Linked DNA regions of Sus scrofa: regions 1 and 3 are each linked to region 2. Evidence: chromatin contacts called from public Hi-C data. All regions are on one chromosome and are shown on one strand. The core of a region is the stretch at or near the end of the contact, and the rest is flanking DNA. Distances in the headings are between cores, read along the strand shown.

What was found. Hi-C and Micro-C count contacts between places; a contact is called where the count stands out from the background.
Region 1: a Hi-C map of embryonic fibroblasts shows a contact between it and region 2, with 3 times the contacts expected there. The contact joins two enhancer-like sites. A contact is called at or near these places in 3 of 47 Hi-C or Micro-C datasets (embryonic fibroblasts and fetal heart ventricle).
Region 3: a Hi-C map of embryonic fibroblasts shows a contact between it and region 2, with 2.2 times the contacts expected there. The contact joins two enhancer-like sites. A contact is called at or near these places in 2 of 47 Hi-C or Micro-C datasets (embryonic fibroblasts and epiblast stem cells).

Annotation. Positions count from the first base shown.
Region 1 is chr6:26,521,201-26,524,094 of Sscrofa11.1, forward strand. The region is part of intron 7 of LOC102162742 (a long non-coding RNA gene); the gene reads right to left. Among named protein-coding and RNA genes, the nearest start is that of CDH5, 590 kb to the right of the region's middle. Within about 2 kb of position 1,436, at least 5 of the 83 cell types and tissues checked have an H3K27ac peak or open chromatin away from gene starts, as enhancers often do. A contact at or near this core is called in embryonic fibroblasts, where this site is marked.
Region 2 is chr6:27,033,280-27,036,087 of Sscrofa11.1, forward strand. No RefSeq gene overlaps it. Among named protein-coding and RNA genes, the nearest start is that of CDH5, 74 kb to the right of the region's middle. Within about 2 kb of position 1,407, at least 19 of the 83 cell types and tissues checked have an H3K27ac peak or open chromatin away from gene starts, as enhancers often do. A contact at or near this core is called in embryonic fibroblasts, where this site is marked.
Region 3 is chr6:26,449,221-26,451,920 of Sscrofa11.1, forward strand. No RefSeq gene overlaps it. Among named protein-coding and RNA genes, the nearest start is that of CDH11, 580 kb to the left of the region's middle. Within about 2 kb of position 1,346, at least 1 of the 83 cell types and tissues checked has an H3K27ac peak or open chromatin away from gene starts, as enhancers often do. A contact at or near this core is called in embryonic fibroblasts, where this site is marked.

The DNA.
Region 1 (2,894 bases), core at 186-2,685, 510 kb before region 2:
CCCAAATCAGTAACTGTGGAAGGGGGCAGGGTAGAGGCAGGGAGACCAAAATAAGGCATTTCTCTGAATAAGCCCCCTCACTAGCACTGTGATCCCATAGACCAGGAGGACATGCTTTTGTGACACTTGTGGGATGTTTTTATCTCTAGGTCATGGCTACTGTGGAGACATTAGGGCTGAGAGAAAGGGAAGCACCCAGCACAACCCAGGATCTGATCTGGGCCACTGAATCCAGAAGAGGTTACTTATAAAGTCACAGGAGGGGCGAAGCAGGGTTAGAAGGTGTGGCAGATGTGTTACAGTTGATGTGTCTGGTGGGCAGGCAGGAGGTGAGAGCAGCGAGGAGTTGAATACAGGACTGCACTTTAGAGGCAATGCCTGGACAGATAAAGATGATTGAGGCGCTGAGATGTAGCTGGTCTCTGCTACCAAGAGGGTAAATGTGACAACTGGGAGAAAGGAGGGTGCTGGGGGGAGAAGACTAGACACTGCTCCTTAAAAGCAGATGAGAATGGGAGTTCCCACTGTGGTGCAGTGGAAAGGAATCCGACTAGTATCCATGAGGATGCTGATTTGATCCCTGGCCTCGCTCAGTGGGTCAGGGATCCAGCATTGCCATGAGCTGTGGTGTAGGTCACAGACACAGCTCAGATCCCCAGTTGCTGTGGCTGTGGTGTAGGTTGGCAGCTATAGCTCCAATTTGACCCCTAGCCTGGGAACTTCTGTATGCTGCGGGTGTGGCCCAAAAAGGACCAAAAAACCAAAAAAAAACTGCATGAGGAGGTGAAACCGAGGTCAATGAAGTGAATACAGAAGAGAGGCAATCAGAGCAACGGGCCGAAAAACTAGAACTTAACTCTAAATGAGTGTTGGCATCAGGACCAAGGATTGAGAAAAGTTGCTGAGCCCTCTACCCTCACCCCTGCCAATCAGGATGGGCACACCAGGAGCTCCTGAGGCTACACCTTCTCCGAGGAATGCAGAGAGGGGGCTCTGAAAATTATAAATCCAGCCCTCAGCTTTGCCTGAAAAAAAAGTGCCCCATGAGGGGAGCCCTGGTCCCAGAAAGGCAGGGTGTCCGTGCATCAGTGCCAGACAGAGTGCCTCTGAGGGGAGGCTCTGAAGATGAAGAGCGTTCATTCAGTTTCCCGGGACTTTCTGGATGATTCATCCTTGCCCTCGTCTGTGAGGTGGAAATGCTTTAGAGAGAAATCTTCCCCGGTTATAAATTCTCTCAGTTCCTTCTTAACCAGTCAGGCAAGATTGATGGGCTGAGCTGGTTGACACAGAAGCAATTGGGAATATCATTATTTGCCTTGTATTTATCTGCATTTTTGTTAATGACTTTGTTCTTGGTCAGAGCAGCTACTAAACTAGGGGAAATGTTTATTGCACTCAAAGTTTTCCAGTGATGAATTATGTGGGAGTCACAGAATAGCCAAAGCACATAATGTGTAGAAAACATTTCCCTTTTTTTTTTTCTTGTCTGCTTCAGATCCCAATAGCACAGGCCTCCTGCATACTTGGGACTAAACCAACTCAATTTTTCATATTCTGCTTTGTCATCTGATTGATTTAATGCTTCTTGTGGTCAGATTTTGCAGAGAAAAAGAACACGCATACAATTTTTCTCCCTGGCACGCTCTTTCTTGCTTTTTTTTTTTTTTTTTTTTTTTTTTTTTTTTGACGGGCAATTTCATAAAATCACAGGGCTGGGAAGGACCTTTGCGTGCATTCTTTCCCAACTCCTCACTGTACAGAAGCACTTGGGAGAAAAAAGATGGGAAGAAATAACTTTTTGGAGATCTTTCACAGGTCAGGCTGTGGGCTCCGATGCTTCATTTGCATTATACTCTTTAATCTTTGTGAACCTCTGTTGTCCTCGTGTTGAAGATACATACATTGAGGCTTGGAGAACTAGGCCACAGGCTTGGCCTGTGGCCCACGTGAGCCCACCTTCTGCTTATGTAAACAACGTTCTCTTGGAAAGCAACCATGTGTATCCATTCCTTTATGTATCAACTATGACTGCTTTCGAGCTCCAATGGCAGAGCTGAGGGGTTGCCACCAAGACCATCCACCAAGACCATCTGGCTCACAAAGTCTCAAATATTTACCCTCTGGCCCTTACAGAAAAGGCGTACTCACTACTGGTTTTGATGGTTGCGCTGGACACAGTGGTCTCCGACAACAATGCACATAGTAAAGACCCTGTTCTCACTCCAAATCCTGTCTTTCGTGTGACTGCTGTGCCTGTTCTCACTCTGTACCACATGGAGGACAAACCAGTTCAGGCGGCCCCTCTGAGTGATCTAATCCAAAAGAGTATCCGCCACCTACTTACAAACCACAGCAAAGTACAGGCAGCAGCAAGGATACACATGTGGAAGGCATTTGAGAAATAGCAGTTCAGGTTCTTGCTCACCCTTCACCCCACAGTGGGTTTCCCTTTCAGTTTTGCAGAAAGGAAACCAGAATGGATGTCAGTTTCATATCATTTCTTTAGGATTTTACTATTCGTAATAACTCCCTTTAGTAGAGAAGACATCCTGGCAGAGGTGGAATGTGACGTGTCTTTCATTTCACTAGTTATATAATGGAAAGGAAGGTGATTTGGTGAGATGAGGAGACTTAACCAAGATGGCACGGTTAGCCAGTGGGACAGACAGGATTTCAGCGCAGGTCCACACGTAAAACCCATGGGGCACTTGAACAAGACCAACAGATAGAGAGGTAACTTCCAGAATTAGTCCCAAAAGTCATGTCAGTGTTTTCTCAGGGTCAGCTTTTCTTAGAGGTAAAGTAGACTTGCGTGAACCCATGCCAACCAAAGGCAGATATCCACAGTTCTAATGGGAGTCAGAAATAAGAAGATAGAAGGTAAGAGGAGAAAG
Region 2 (2,808 bases), core at 157-2,656:
ATCTGCAGAGTGGAGCCAGCACTAGGACCCACCCAAAAGGGCTATCGTTTCAAATGGGATGAAATGCAAGAAGTGTGCATAGTAAATGCTCCTTCAATGACACATGTCAGTATGGTTACAACTCTTATAATTTTCAGATGGGGAGCTGAGGGCCCAGGCGAGTGACACCCACAACACTCAGCAGGAAAGTGAGCTGGGAGACCCCAACCCTGGGGTACAGAGGCAGGCCCACCCTCGGCCAGCCCCCACGCCTCTCACCATAAAGTCTCCACATTCTGCACAGGCTACACACGCTCCATGGTGGCAAATAAGATGCTTTCCGGTCTGTCCTCTGGGGGTGGGCAGGGGCCCTCCCACATCGTGTCATTTCAGGGACCATTCGGGCTGTTGGACTTTCTCTGGGGTGGTTTCTCCAGCTATAAGATGAGGACGCAGAACTAGACGGTTCCACCATGTCCTGTGACCAAAGACCAACCCATTTCAACCCCAGCCCCCCAGCGATTTTGGAGACTCCGGCCTATTTAACAAGGCCCACTGCCGCCGAAGGTCAGAGCAGAGATGGCAACTTGCTGGAAATTTTTAAGTCATGGAAACAAAACTTTCACGGGAGAGGGTGGAACACGAGCAGTTTTCAACATGTATTTTTAGGACCCCGTACAGGCCTGGACTCCCTTTGATTCCTTTAGAAACAAAAACAGATGTGTGCTCAGGTTTGCCTGATTTAGACATGGGTGGGACCAGAAGAAAAACAGTTTCCCGGCCAGATTTTCTGATGTGTTGGGAAAAGCCAAAAGGTTCTTCAGAACAAAAAGACAGCCCTCGCCCCCGACTCCCCCTGTATCCCGTTCCCTTCCCTCTCCCAGTCTCCCCTCCCTGCTCCGAGGGGATGTCTGAGGGTCCGAGGTCTCCAAAGCACGGGCAGCCAGCCCTGACCGCAGCCTGAGCCCCGCCCGGCAGCTGGAGACAACTGCTTCCAGATGTGCGAGGTGCGTGGCCAGGACCTGCCCTGGCGGCCAGCGGAGAGCCTGGCGGCAAGGACCCTGCCAGGGACCCCCAGCCCCCACCACCCTGAGACATTCCTCTCAACCCACGACAGGAAACCCTTCCCCAGGCTCTGCTGAGCCAGCCCAAGCTCACTCCTCATCCACCCAAATTCAGATCTTATGAGCCCCATTTCCAGATAAGCCCAAGGAGCTCAGAAATATCCGGAGCTCGGAAGCCACAGGGGAAAGGCAGGTGGGTGAGTCCACAGCCTCCTCCAGCCCCGGGCACACAGCCTGTGGGCAGAGGCTTGGGCCGGCAGGGCCAACTGGGCAGCCACATCTGTGGGCAGAGAAGGGGCTTGGGCACCAGGGATCCCTCCGCTGCGCAGGCGGGGCCCTGGAGGAGGGCGGTCGGGACTGGGGAGCTGCCTCCCACACAACCACACCTGCTCCTGCTTCCTGTCCTTCCTGCCTCCGCAGAGCAATTGTAAAGGACTTGCCGCCTTTCCGGACATGGATCGCACATAAACGACAACTATTCGAGCGGATCCGTGTCCCCAGGCAGCACGTATGTGCAGGCAAACATGCAGGAGGAACACACACACACACACACACACACACACACACACACACCCTTTCCCGCAGCCCTGGGGTAGGGCAGCCCCTTGAAGGGAGGGGGCTGCTTGTTATATTTCTCTCTGATGGCCCCCCAGAGGGCACCCAGACCTCCAGAGTCCTGGCAAAGGGGAAGGAGGACTTAAGGGAAGAGAGAAATTAACAAAGGAGAGGAGAAAAGAAGGATTAAGAGGAGGAAGGAGGTGGGGATGGGAGGGGAGAGGAAAGGGGGTGGGAGGGAAGAGGAGGAGGGGGGCGTGCTGAAGCAGCCTCCTCTGAGCCCCAGTGAGTGACAAGGTGTAGCCCATTAGGCTCCAGGTCTGGAGACAGACATGCACTAAACCAGATTTTTATCAGCTGTGTGATCTTATGCAAGTGACCTAACCTCTCTGAGCCTCAGTCTTTTGACTAAAATGGAGATAATACAGTAGCTGTGTCAGGGGGAAGCACAGAACACACAGAACAGTGCCAGGTAAGTGGCAGGTGCTCAAAGAAGGACAGAATGGTGTTCCTGGGGACCCAGGTGAGACCACACACGTCTCATGGCAGGCACATGGTAGATGCTCAGAGGCTACTGACTGCCCTTGTCACCAGTAGTACTGTCACCCGTATCACAGGCAGGCACTGCTCCCAGTGCCTTTGTGGCCAGGATCTCCTCTGACCCTCCAACACCCCTGCAGGGGTTATATGGTTACTCACATCCTGCAGACGGGTTAGACAGAGGCTCAGAGAGGTTGAAAAGTCACTTCTTCACGAGCACAAAGCTGGCAAGTGGCAAAGCCAAGATGTAAGTAAGAGGGGTCTTGGCACCTGTGTCTTTGCCATGGCATCTCTACAAGGCGCGGGGGGGGTGGTAAGGGGGGTTGTCAAGTTTACATTGTGATTTTTCAGAATTAAAGTCAATGAGGGGATGATTTGATAATTATCATTTATTGAGCATTTACTGCATACCAGGGCCTGTGTGGAGCGTTTTTGTTTTTGAATCCTCATGATGACTTCATGAAATAAGTATTATTACCTTTGTTTTTTAAATGAGGAGAGTGGAGCAAAAAAAATGGTTAAGCAATTTGCCCACAGTCGCCAGCTAGTAAATGATGGACCCTGATTCAAGCATGAGCAGTGTCCCCAGAGCCAGGCTTTTAACTACTCAGCTGGAGACAGATCAACCTCATACAGATACGAAACAGTCTCGAAGACTTTTTTTTATATA
Region 3 (2,700 bases), core at 96-2,595, 580 kb before region 2:
CTCACTGAATACCCCAGTGCAACAAGGCCCAAGTTCATTGTCTCTCCTCTATCTGTATCTTCTTCCCTGAGTGTTCCCACAATGGTACAACCCTCATCCCCCTCATCTCCAAGTCTTATTGTGTCTCTCTTCTTTCAATAATTTTTATTAAGGTATAGTTGATTTACAATGTTGTGCCAATTTTTGCTGTACAGCTAAGTGACTCAGTTGTGCATATATTATACATTTCTCTTTTATATTCTTTTCCATCATGGTAGACCAAGACCCAGGAGATTTGGTTGTACTTCCCCATGCTAGATAGTAGGACCTCATTACTTTTTCTTTCTAAATATAATAGTTTGCATCTACTAACCCCAAACTCCCAGTCTACCCCTCTCCCTGCCCCCCCCCCGACCCCTTGGCAACCGCAAGTCTGTTCTCTATGTCTGTGAGTCTACAGAACCTTGTAGATAGGTTGATCTGTGCCATATTTAGATTTCACATATAAGGGATTTCATATGGTATTTGTCTTTCTCTTGCTAACTAACTTCAGTTAGTATGATAATCTCTAGTTGCATCCATGTTGCTGCAAATGGCATTATTTCATTCTTTTTTTTACAGCTGAGTAGTATTTCATTGTATATATATACCACATCTTTTAAATCCATTTGTCTATTGATGGACATTTAGGTTGTTTCAAGTCTATCTTCTTAAAGGCAATAATACCTACAATCTTTTCTCCACCTCCACTGCTATGACATGGTCTAACTCCTCATCATTGCATGCATGAATTCCTTGAAGGGCTCCTACTTATTCTCCACCACTGCCCTAAATGTTCCCAAATGCCATAGTAAAGTTTCTCCAATGTAAATCTCATGAAGTTCCCAAAATCTTCACACTATGGCTTATTTCCATTCAGGATGGATTTCAAGTTTCTTTTCCTCCCTGAAGAGCCTCCATAATCTGTATCTGGTCCTACCCTCTGCCCCTGCCCTAAATACACTCTGATCTGTGGGGACAATTACATACCTTCGTCAGCAGCATTCTTGCATTATTGTGATTTAGGGTCCCTGTGGCAAATGGTACAGAGATGGATGTGGTTTTCTCTCTCAATCAGAGAATTACTGTTTTTTAACAAGTGACATTAACTCATTCATAGTATTAGACATAAGTGCCCACGTATTTTAGTAATTAGAACACTATGAGTGAGTTAATTCATTTTCTATGTGCCGCCTTTTCTGGTTATTTCCTCATTTTTTGTTTCTTCTCTGACTTCTCCTGAATTGACTGAAGTTCTTCTGCTCTGTTCTCCCTGACCTGAATATTTAGTGGTTTGGGGAATGTACTCTAGATCTATTTTTATAATTGTTACTTTATGCTTTTGATAAACACACTTGAACATGAATCATTCAGAACAATTTTAGAGATAATTGCTATATATACTCTCTGTATAACAAGACAGGAATCTTAGCATGCTATAAATTCCATTTGCCTCCCTTTTATAGCCCAAGCACACTACATTTGGAATCAGCTGAAGTATTTTAGTTAGAAAATTAATTTTTAAACATCAAAATAAGGTTTTTCATGATTTCTTTGTTCACAGTTGTTTCTCTTATCCTGCTTCTTCTTGGACTTATTTTTTTCCCTTGCTCATAATTCTTTTCAAGGGATCTGCACATGGCAAATTTTGCCTATCAGAAAATCTATGCATTTTTACCCTTATGTTTGAATTAAACTTTATTGGATATAGCAATCCAGATTCAAAGTTAACTGCCTCCCTGACTTTTGAAAATACTGCTCTATTTTCTGCTGCATCCATTGCTGCTGCTGAGAAGTCTGGTGTCAGCCTGATTCACGTCCCTTTGTAGGTAACAGGTCCACCCAGCCCACTCTTCCTCATGCCAGAAGCTTTATAATTCCCTATAATAACCTAAAATGTCACCATATAATGTCTTGCATGAATTTAAATCATCATTTTTTAAAATTATGCTTCACATCTAAGATTTGTACTTCTATTTAAGAACTTACTGGATTCTTAGGTCCTATGAAATCACCTACTATGTGTTTTAATTATTGCTGGGTTCATTCTACTACCCAATTCATATGCTGCTCTTTCTTCTTTCAAAAATCTAGTTGTTATTATCTTTCATCTCCAGCTATTCTGTCTAGGATTGTTAAAGCTATCAAATAGAGTCCTAAAAAAATATTCTTACTAAGTGGAAAAATCACACTAAACTAAATTGTTATCTAGATTGAATAGGTTTGAAGCAAATGTGCCCAATTAATAAATCTAGTTTTCACTATAGAAGTTTATGACAGGCCAGAGAAACTCAGGATCTTAAATCCTCAGATGGAGCAAGAGAAGGCAAGGAAACCATAGCCCTGGATAAATATCTGAACACATTCTTCTGTGGTAAGTCTTTCAAAGACAAATCACACCCTTGAAATCAAGGCACCCTGGGCGATAGATGTACAAACCTCTGAGCCAAGTGAACGAGTGAATGACTTCAACACAGCTTAGCAAAACAAAAAATGACAATGTCCCCATAGTGACTTATTTTATTTTTTTTTTATTATTTTTAGGGCTGCACCTATAGAAGTTCCCAGTCTAAGGGTCGAATCAGAGCTGCAGCCGCTGGCCTATGCCATAGCCACAGCCACAACCAAGCTGTGTCTGCAAACTTCACTTGAGCTTCTGGCAATGCCGGATCCTTAACCCTC